Regions from separate parts of the Sus scrofa genome. Here region 2 is linked to region 1. Evidence: chromatin contacts called from public Hi-C data. All regions are on one chromosome and are shown on one strand. The core of a region is the stretch at or near the end of the contact, and the rest is flanking DNA. Distances in the headings are between cores, read along the strand shown.

Region 1 (5,312 bases), core at 1,370-3,869:
TATATTTTTTTTCTTTTCGTTCTTTTAGGGCCGCACCCATGGCATATGGAGGTTCCCAGGCTAGGGGTCTAATCGGAGCTGTAGCTGCTGGCCTACACCACAGCCACAGCAACATGGGATCCAAGCTGTGTCTGTGACCCACACCACAGCTCATGGCAACGCCAGATCCTCAACCCACTAAGCAAGGCCGGGGATCGAACCCACAACCTCATGGTTCCTAGTCGGATTCTTTAACCACTGAACCTCGACAGGAACTCCTACTATTCTCATTATAATCAAGATGCAGAAACTGAAGTTCAGAGAGGTTAGATAATATGACCAAGTTCACATAGCTACTGAGTGAAACAGCAGAGAGCTGAACTGAGGTCTCTTTTTATCTGGTGGGACCTCAGGCTGTTTTGTGGAGGAAATGAGTCAGACCAGACACAGGTGGAATCTGGTTAAGGAGAGAAGATGGAGAAGGCTTCCTTGGTGGGAGAGTGGCAGCTTGGGCAAAGGCACAAAGGCACAGCTGGCCAAGGCTGGCAGAGGACCACGAGTAAACCAGTTTGGCTGGAGAGGCAGTGACTTGCTGAACTCATGTGCTTGGAAAGTCAGAACCTGACTTTCTTGAATAAGAGCCAAGGAGCTGGGCAACTCGGTCCTATAGCCAGAGGTTGACTCTTTCAAGGGTATTAGCAGGAGTGTGGCATGGTCAGAACTGTGTGAACCCCCCCCCCCCCCGCCGCCGTGGACTATAGCATAACTACATGGTGTTATCTCTGTAAGGGCTCAGGATCTGGCCCTGGAACCGCCACACGGCATGGATGTAGCCAAACACTTAAAAAACAAAAGCAAAAACAAAACCGTGTGTTATGGTAAACTGGGCTAAGACCTGATGAAGGTGGCAGGTGGATAGACGGAAGGGATGAATGAATGGTATGAAGCAAAGAACACCAGAGTGGGAGTTGAGAGCTTAACCCTAAGACTTAATACCATTGGGCAATATACTTCACTTCCCTGGGCCTCATCTTTTCTATTTTAAAAGGGTTGGGTGGGGGGACAGACTATCTCTGAGGCCCCTGTTAGCCATGGTAGTCTAGGATTCCGCACATGTGAGTGACATTAGGCTAAGCGCAGTGGTGGAAGCTGTAGCACAGAAGACAGAGGCAAGGAGGATAGATGGGAAAGTCCAAGGTCATCCTGAGCAAAGGCTGGTGGGGGTGGGCGGGTGGGGGTGGAAATGATGTGCAACTAACAAAACTAGGTAAGTGTGTGAACAGGCTTCGGGGATTTTGGGGGGAGAAGGTTGTCACAGGGTATGGAGGTTGGGAAGGATAAGAGGTAGTGGGAAGACAATGGGTTCCTTCATTATTGTAACCCCCGACATACAGATTTTAAACTTTTTTGAGTCCTCTGACGCGGAGAGGGAAATACAACTTACATCGTTGTCCAGTATGGATAACTGAAAACAGAAGGTTTATGAAACAAATAGTTACTCTTACTACGGGCAGTGGGGTCTAATATTTTCTATTCTAGTGCGTTTGATTATTTTAAATAGCTGATTGCCATCCATTGAATGTCTTTCTTGATCAGTTAATGCGTCACGACCCACAGTTTTTAAAACACTGGCTAAGAGGAGACTCAGGTCTTAGGTGGGGGGCGATGGCAGGGCATCTACCAAAGAATCCAAGACGAAGCCGCAGGAGTGCACTGGCGAGGCTCCGGGCTGCGGAGAGTCTGGAGAGTGTAGAGTTGAAGGGAGAGAGTGTTGAGGAAGGCAGGGGCCTGGGAGGAAGTCGGTGGAACACCCGCCCAGGTGATAGGCGCGGGGAGGAGTGCCCTCCGGACCCCGTGGCCGAGGGGACAGGGCGGAAGCAGATTCCCGCAGGAATCCAGCGACCACCCTGCGTTCCCTAAGCGAGCGCGGCATGGCTTCTGCATCTCCGACCTCGTCGGGATTTGAAAAGCTCCTCCACTCTCGCATTCCCGCCCCCCCGGGGGAGGGCGGGCGCCCCCTGCTCCATTCATCCCTCCCCCCGCCCCCGCGCCCCGACCCCGGGCAGCGCCTGCCAGGTGCGCGACGGCTAGACGCCGCCGGCCGGGGCTCCCTTTCCAGGGCAGCCCCTCCCGCCCAGCCGGCGCGCACACGCAAAGTTCGGCGGCGGCCGCCCCTGCGGGCCCGCTCTCCTTTGCCAATCAGAATCCAAGGGTGCGCACCGCCGCCCTCCCTCGCCGGCCCGGCTTCCTTTAATCCGCGCCCCCACCCCACCCCCCGGCCGGCTCCTGCCCTCCGCTCGGCCTTCCCCGCCTCGCATCCGTGCCATCGGCGCTCGATTGCGCGCGGACTCCGCTCCCCGGCTCGCTCGCTGGCGCGCGCTCGGCCGCCGCTCCCGCCCCCGCCCCCGCCCCTCCCCCGGCTCCTCCCGCCCCTCCTCCGCCTCCCGTGCAACTTTTGCCGAAGCCCCCACACACAGCCATGCTGAGCTGAGCCCCGGCCGGGGACTGGCCGCGCGCTGCCCGCCCCGGCTCCCGCCCCACCGCGGACCCGCTCGGGGGCCGCGGCCGCTCGGCCCTCGGCCTCGGCCGCTGCGCCCGCCCGGCCGCCCCGGAGCCCCGCGCAGGGCCCGGGCCGCGGCGGCGGCGGCGGCGGCGGCGCCCGGCCCCCTCCCCCGGCGCCGGCCAAGTGAGGCGGTGATGCGGGCGCTGGCGGCCCCGGCTGCGCCGAGAGCGGAGACACAGGCTCAAGATGGCAGATTCCGACTGAGGCTGGGGGGGCCGAGCTCGCGCGCCGCGTTCCCTTCTCCGTTGCCATGAATCGCGGACACCCCGGCCCCGATGGCCCCCGTGTACGAAGGTAAGGGGCGCCGGCCCGCCGGCCCCGTTCGCCCCGCGCCGCCCGGCCGCCGCGGCCCCCGCAGCTTTGTTCTGCCCGCGGCCCCCTCGCCAGGCAGCCCCCGGCCCGCAGCCCCCGGGCGCCCGGCCTCCGCGCCCCACCCCCGGGGCTCGAACCGGCTGCCCGCCCCCTCCCCGCCGCCCCCTCCGTTGCCCGGCGAACGACCGGGCTCCGGAATCGAACAGATCTAATTTCCAGGGTGGAGAAAGAGGCGGGGGGGTGGGGTGCGAGGGTGGGCTAGTGCCCGAAGAAAAGATATTGGGAGGGGGCGCCGGGGCAAAGACCGATCCATGACGGTGCTTTTTATTTATTTGTAATAAATAAAGGTGATGCGCTGTAGCTTTCCTCCCCACCCCCCCGCGAGAAAATTACCTTTCGGATGATCTGCTTTCCACTCTGTCCTCACAGCTCCCTTCCATTTCCCTCCATTCCCACCCCACGCTCCTTTATTCTTCGCCAGCCTCTGGTTTTGGGGGGGCTGTCGGATCGGAATGTACCGGGTTAGGTGATGAGAGGGGGAGAGAGAGGGAAAAAGTCCATTTCAGACCCAGGCAGAACAATGAAATTGGCTAAAATCTGCCCGCAGCAGCGTGTGTAAGGGAGAATGTAGTTTAGGTTTTCAGGTCGGGGAGGCAGCCAGGAGGTTTGTCTCGCTGGATCTGGGTAAACCTGCGCCGTGCACCTTCACCTGGCGTTGGGTGCTTTTTCTGATCTGATCTGTCTTTAGGAAGAAAGAAAAGAACGGAAGGCAGAAGCACCGCGTTTCCCCTGCACTCTTTCGTTTCTCTTCAGTCAGTTCTGTCAGCTTCCACCCCGAAATCAAACCGGAATCAACTAAGTTTTTACACTTCGGTGTGTTTTTTGTATGTGTGTGCTTGTAGTACGAGGAATTTTGAACCAAAGGGTGCCTGATTTTTTTTTTTTCCAGTCCTTTTCATCGTGAAAATGTTTTTCTCATGAAATCATGGAAATAGCAGCCTTTACATACTTTTAGCGTCAGTCCATCTGGCTTTCTTTCGGTTTTGTTCAGATATTCTGTGGATGAAATAGCAAATGAGAAGGGCAAGGGTTTGTGGGGAACAGAGGAGGGGCAAGGAGAGGGGCTTTTAATTCTTTTATAAACCCAGAGAACATTCGTGGCCAGTGAGACAGGGAGCACATTAATAGTTTTCTCGCTGTTATAAAGGGAGATTAAAAAAAAAAAACTTATCTGAAAAGAAAATCCGTTATTAGTTCCAGGGCTCCAGATGAATTAGGGTTCTGGATGGAATAAAGTTACCAGTCAGGCCCTGGATAACAAGGCTGTAAATAACCTATGGACTGTAAATATTTTTTTTCAGACTCTCCTAGAAACAAAGGGGCCTGTTTAGAAGGCAACAGAGAGATGTTATTCCAGGGGCTTTCCTCTCTGATTCTGAAGAACACAAGGTCCATTTAACCATTCGACAAAACAAAACGAAATTTCTGATCACTCCACCACACAGGATGGAGCATGCCGGTGGCTCTATGAACATGCTAGGAGGACCCGGTCGGCGTTCATTGTTCGCCTGTGTCTCTGGGAGGGGGCTACAGTCAATGCTCCCACTGTCTATGGAGTGTTAAAATGAAACAATTTTCTCTTTATTAAGTACCTCTTTGAGACTCCCTCTGCTGGACACTCTGGGTGAGCATTGGAGAAGGAACTTGGCATTGAATTTGTAACTAGAGTAGACGGCTGCTTTCCTTTTCACAGGGGGGCCGGGGATGCCGGTTGGGTTGTATTTTGTCAACTTTGTCGAAAGCCGTCTTGGGAACCGTGCGGTTCCCTTCGTGTTCCTTTCATTCTAAATACCTCGGAGGCCAACACTTGGCACTCCTGTCCTTCCTACAGTGTTCTTTTAGCGCAGGACTCCGGATCAAGACCTGTGGGTGAGTAAGGTGTTGTGGCTTAAGAATCAGCACCGATCTCAAAGGTCTCGGGAGCTCCCTGTTGTTATTTGCAAACCTGCCTTCTGTGTCCCGGGTGACCTCCGTGGTCACCTCCGTCAACCCCAGGTCCCCCTTGGTCTTCTCTGTGTGCTGTCTTCATTAATCCTGTGCTTTGTGCCCTTCGATTCTGCGAGAGTTTCTGCACAGCTCGGTAGTTCTTTTCCTAGTCTGCCTCCTCACCCCTGCTGAGCCAGTCCAGCATTCCTCTGCACAAGCCTAGGCCCCTGGGGCTTTGTGGAAAGAGACCGTTGGTCATGCTCTAAAACAGACGGATGACCTCTGTCGTCAAACATCGTGTTGCTGGAACCCACATTCGCTTCCTGTGTTGAGTGCCTCTAAGACTCCAGTGACCTCCTTTTTCCCTCCTTGGCGACAAGCATTGGATTTAGTGAACCTGATTTTTACCAGATCCCCAGCAGAGCACATGGACTCCTTGTGTGTGTGCTGAAGGAGCAGGGCTTTTCCTGAG
Region 2 (5,312 bases), core at 1,620-4,119, 390 kb after region 1:
ACCTCTTCCCCACCTCCTGGATCCCCATTTCCACCTCTTAATGCCACAGACACCCAAGAGCATTCCCTGTAAGCTGTTCCTGTGTCCAATACAAAGCTTCCCACTTTATGGTTTCAAATTACATGGTGTTATTCAGGAAGGTATCCATGATCCCCTATCCCTGGATAACTTGAGGTTGACTGTACACTAAAAAAAAAACAATCCTAATTATTTAAAAGTCCTTAATAAGATGAAATATGTAAACTCAGTAACTCTCTTGTAAGAAGGAAAAGAATGTTCTGATTCTTATAAACATAAAAGAACTAATTTGGGTATCTTAAAAAACATTCAATTCTTTTCCTTGAAAGTAGTTAAGTCTTACTTCTGGCCCAACACAGCAGTGAAAATCCAGTCATTTCAGATAAATAATATCATGGACTTGTAAACATGATTTCAATGGTAAATCCTCTTAGTCTGGAGGCAAAAAAAATTGAGTAACAGACACATAAAAATATAAATTTGTACACAAAGCAGAGTGGATTTTAAGATATCCAAGTTTCTGCTAATTACACACAAAGGAAAAAATGTGTGTGTATATACATATATACACACACATATATACATGTATATACATACATATATACACATATATATGTACACACACATTTTAATTCAGCTTTGCAAGACCAGACTGGCTGCGTAGTTTGCAATTTAGCAGGTGATAGCAGTTACTTTGATCCAACTACCCTCCCAGTAAAATTAAGAAATTCAATCCATACAGAGGATACCAAAAAAGGTATCCATTTAGGATTAAAAGGATCATGTAAAGTAAGACTTAAGTGAGTTTTAGAATTTTACTATAAAGATTATTCGGTCAGCCAAAATCCTGGATTAAGCCCCTTCTCAACACCATCTTCATAATGGAAAAGGAGCAATTTAAGACATGCTGCAGTTATAAAAACCATTCTTCTCTGAAAGTGAAAAAATGGTAACTGGCAGAAGTTTCCCCAGTGGTGTTTTTTAATTAATATTAACTTGCAAGGATTTACTACACAAATAAAATTCATTTCCTTCCCAGTCTTCCCCTCTTCTCTACACAACCACAACAGGTTTGCGATCTACATTTTCTATAAAGAAAAGTTGCAAACGTGGGTTTTTATTAAAACTGAACTAGGAACACTGAAAAACGATTCAAAGTATGCGCTGTTAAAAACATTTGAATTCAATGTTTTTAATCTACTCACACATTCTGCTGCAAAGCACTTAAGGAAATTATAACAGTGGACTATTCAAAAGTTTGTGTGCCTTTTCTCTTAAGTCAAACAATTTAAATAACTTATCAAGAAAAAAAAAGCACTTCTTTAATGGCTAAGAAACTATTTGCCTGAACAAGCAACATACAAAAATGAGCAAGGGTTTGGCTTTGTTTTTAAGAGATAATGAACTAGAGCCTTCCTTCATATTCGCATGGATTTGAATCGAATTTCAAAGAGTACATTACTAACGATCATCACCAAAAAAGCAACAGCACTTTATCTTTTTATTTAGACATTCTCTATGACAAAAAGATATCCATCCAGCAATTAGTGGTTTTCTACACAAATTCTAACCTAAGCGCCTAAAAGGATCGTTGTTTCCCTCAATTCTACTTCACTGGGCACATTTTCAAAATGGTTCTACTTGGGCAACAAGCAAGATTTGTCAATATTTACTGAACAAAGCCTCTATTAAATTGTCTAACAAAATGGAGGTCTCCCGGAAAAAACAGGCCGTAACACTTTCTTTTTACAAAATGGGCCAAACACACCCACCTCAAGAAACCATGGTTTGGGTCAGATTTCCCCATAAGAACAGTTGTTTCTGTGGGGGTCGAGAGTGCATCTCTGGGACTGGATTCCTAGTGAAAAAGGTTTTTCCGGACCCAGATAAGAGGGGCGGGGGAGAGGGGGTGTCACTTCTCTCTGGATTCTCTGGAGGGCGGCGGCGAGGGATGATCCCAAAACTCTGGGTTCGGAAATTAGCTCAGGGGGACGGAGGCTTTAGCGGTCCAGGTACCCAATCAGCCACAAAACAGGCCGGCCGACTACCCAAGAGAGACGTGGGCTCTCCGGTCCCAGCCAAGTCAACACTGAACGCTTCAACTCTCCTTTCAGCCTCCAGGCCCCGCCTGACCCCATTGGCAGCAGTTCCCGCCAATCCGCTCGGTCACCGCCCCCCAAGCCCGCCTGCCCAGCCATGATTGGATGGGACAGGAGCTGGGACCTCGTGTTACCAATCTGGGAGCCCCTTACTCAGCCACACACGCAAGCCCAGGTGCACCCGCGGAACCCCTGCCCCTCGCTTTCCCGATCCCTTCCCCCACCCCCGGGGCAGTGGCAGAGACTTACCGTCCCGGGAGGTGCCCATCAACTGGTCCAGCATCGCGCGCATCTGGGCCTGCGCCGACATGGCGGCGGCGTAGCGGGCGGACGGGCCGGGGTGGGGCGCAGACCGGGCCCTCTCGGGCGGGGGGGAGGGGGCAGGGGGAAGGGGTTGGGGGAGGTGAGACGCTGTCTTGGTTGCCGCCGCTGCCTCAAGGCGTGCGGAAAAGGAGCCGGAGGGGCTGCAGGAGAGTCCGGGCTGCGTTCCTCAAGACGACGCGTACGTGGAAGGCAGCAGCCCCCCAAAGCGACCCTCGCTCCCTCACGCTCCGTCGGGTTCCTGGGAGAGAAGCGATACCGGCTAAGCAAGCTCTCGTCTCCAACACCGCCACCCGCCGGAAAACGTCAGCCCCCCCCTCCAAGCTCTGACGCCGCTCGCCGCCACCGTCGCCGCAACGTGAGCGCGCACGCTCCTCGCGCTTAGTCGTTTCCCGCGGGGGCTCCACCAACCGGCGTTCAACTGTATATACTCCGCCCGCCCCGCGTAGGAGGGGCTCCACCCTAACGGCTCTCGGGCGCGTGCACGCGGCCTTCTTCCGCTCCTGCCAACCCCCCCCCCTCGATCTCGCGAGACTCTGGTGCCTCAACGGCTCTGCGAGCCGGATCCGCCCGGGGCGCCAAAAGGTCTGTTAGGGCAGTGCCGCACGCCTTGCTGGCGAATCAGACCCAGGTTAGCCAGAGGGTTTGCCCCAGTCGAAAGTAAGTAGAGACCATGCCCGTCGTTTCGACTGAGGTTAGCAGTCTTATGGGCGTATTCCTGATGAGTACTCACAGGTTAACGTGTTTTCAGGGGCCGACCTGAAAATCGTGTAGACTCGACCTTTTTCTCCCTGCTCCCCGACCCCTTATGGAAGGAGCCCTGGAGATCTGACAGCTGGGTCATTTTCCTTAATGACTTTAACAAATGACCTTAATAGGAGTTCCCGTGGTGGCGCAGTGGCTAATGAATCTGACTGGGAACCATGAGGTTGCGGGTTCGATCCCTGCCCTTGCTCAGTGGGTTAACGATCCGGCGTTGCCGTGGGCTGTGGTGTAGATTGCAGGCGGGGCTCGGATCCCGCGTTGCTGTGGCTCTGGCGTAGGCGGGTGGCTACAGCTCCGATTCAACCCCTAGCCTGGGAACCTCCATATGCCGCAGGAGCAGCCCAAGAAATGGCAAAAATACAAAAAAAAAAAAAAAAAAAAAAATGACCTTAATAAAGCAGGGAGGCTTTAAGCCCCCAGAACTGGAGTAAGTCAAGTTCAGGAAATAATGCCCGAAATTAATACACTAGGAAATTGGCCATCTAACCTCCTTGGATTTTTCATCGTTAACGTATATAGCAGGAAGCTGTTACTCTAAATTAGAAACTATAAATATTAAGCAGTATTCTGAGAAAGGAAAGGAGGTAATCTTGTAGCCAATTTCTTTCCTGCCGAAGTTAAATATGTAGGGTAAGGCCTTTTCAGTATATCAGCAGCATTGACAACGAAAAAGAAAGCCTGTGGGTTTGCCATCACCCTGCATTCCAAAGGACGGATTACTAACTGGGACCTTCAGCAGTTTATTTCTTAATCTCACGTCTAATGGCGATAAACATACATACCTTAGCACTGTGGGGAGGCCTAAGTGAGCTAAAAGAAATGCCTAGCGTTCTCTTGGGGCACAGCGGATTAAGGATCCGGTCTTGTCACTGCCGCGGCTCGGTGGGGGTCGCTGCTCTGATGCGGGTTCCATCCCTGGTCTGGGAATCTCTACTTGTCTCTGGCGCAGCCAAAAAAGAAAGAAAGAAAGAAAGAAAATGCCCAGCCTGGAGCCCTGTCCTGATATTTAAACTTTTTTTTTTTTTTTTTTTTTTGTATAACAATTAACTCCTTAAAATGAGACAAGGGTATTTTGAAAGGATATAATGGTATTTTTATGATTGTTTCATCAAAATTTTAGCTACCATTGTCTTGGAACTTATAATTTACCAGCAAGATAAAAAAGGTTAACATGAAATAGTCATACTCCGAACGAAGATCCCTTTAAATGCATAGTGGGAGTTCCTCTTGTGGCTCAGCGGTAACTAACCAACTAGTAACCTTGAGAATGCGGGTTCCATACCTGGCCTTGCTCCGTGGGTTAGTTATTCTGCGTTGCCTTGAGCTATGGTGTAGGTCCCAGAGATCGCTGGGATCCTGCGTGGCTGTGGCGGTAGCCCCTCAGCTGCAGCTCCAATTCAACCCCTAGCCTGAGAGTTTCCACATGCTACAGGTGTGGCCATAAAAAGAAGAAAAAAAAAAAAAAAAAAAAAGCATAGTGGGCCAATAAATAGCTTAGCATCACTGTAGTGTTTAGTAACTGACAAAAGTTTCCCACCAATTATTCAGAGAACTGAAAACTCAAACTCCAAATATTTTGAATATTACGCTTTGAAAACTGCTTACAATAAAAGAAAAAAGTACAAAAACATGTCCTAGAGGAGTGCACTGTTATGTATACAATATCCTTGGAGGAAAACACACTAAAATGTTGAATAATTACGTGTTGGTGAAGAGATTTTCGTTCTCTCACTTTCTCTCTCTCACCTTTCTGGCTGCTTACATTTTAGACATATCTCCTATTTTTTTTAAATAGGTCCTTTTAAATAATCTGATACTCACTGTCTTTTAAGTGAAGCATTTAATCATATTAATTTCATGTATGCCTGGGTTTAAAGCGCTGGTTTTATTTGTTTCACCCGTTTTATGTTTAATTTTCTCTCCTTTCCCACCTACCTATTAATCGTTCCATTTTTTTCCCCTTCTAGTAGTTTGGAAATTTTAGTCTGTTTTTATTCTTTTAGCAGTTACCCTAGAAGTTACAAGGGGCGTTTTTAACTGAATCAAAATCTAATCAATACCTTTATACTTACCGTAGGGAAATAATATAGAGAACCTAGAAAACTAACT

Evidence for each region. A called contact is a pair of places that touch in the nucleus more often than the background predicts.
Region 2: a Hi-C map of liver shows a contact between it and region 1, with 4 times the contacts expected there. The contact joins the promoter of LOC102162486 here to the promoter of HIPK2 in region 1. A contact is called at or near these places in 2 of 47 Hi-C or Micro-C datasets (fetal skeletal muscle and liver) and 2 of 2 datasets of contacts at active chromatin or transcription factors (alveolar macrophages and skeletal muscle).

What each region holds. Positions count from the first base shown.
Region 1 is chr18:9,937,916-9,943,227 of Sscrofa11.1, forward strand. HIPK2 (homeodomain-interacting protein kinase 2) reads left to right here and starts at 2,620. Exons shown (of 15, transcript XM_021078554.1): 1 at 2,620-2,836. The coding sequence starts at 2,818.
Region 2 is chr18:10,330,358-10,335,669 of Sscrofa11.1, forward strand. It overlaps LOC102162486 (putative RNA-binding protein Luc7-like 2), which reads right to left and starts at 2,870. Exons shown (of 11, transcript XM_013990780.2): 1 at 2,367-2,870.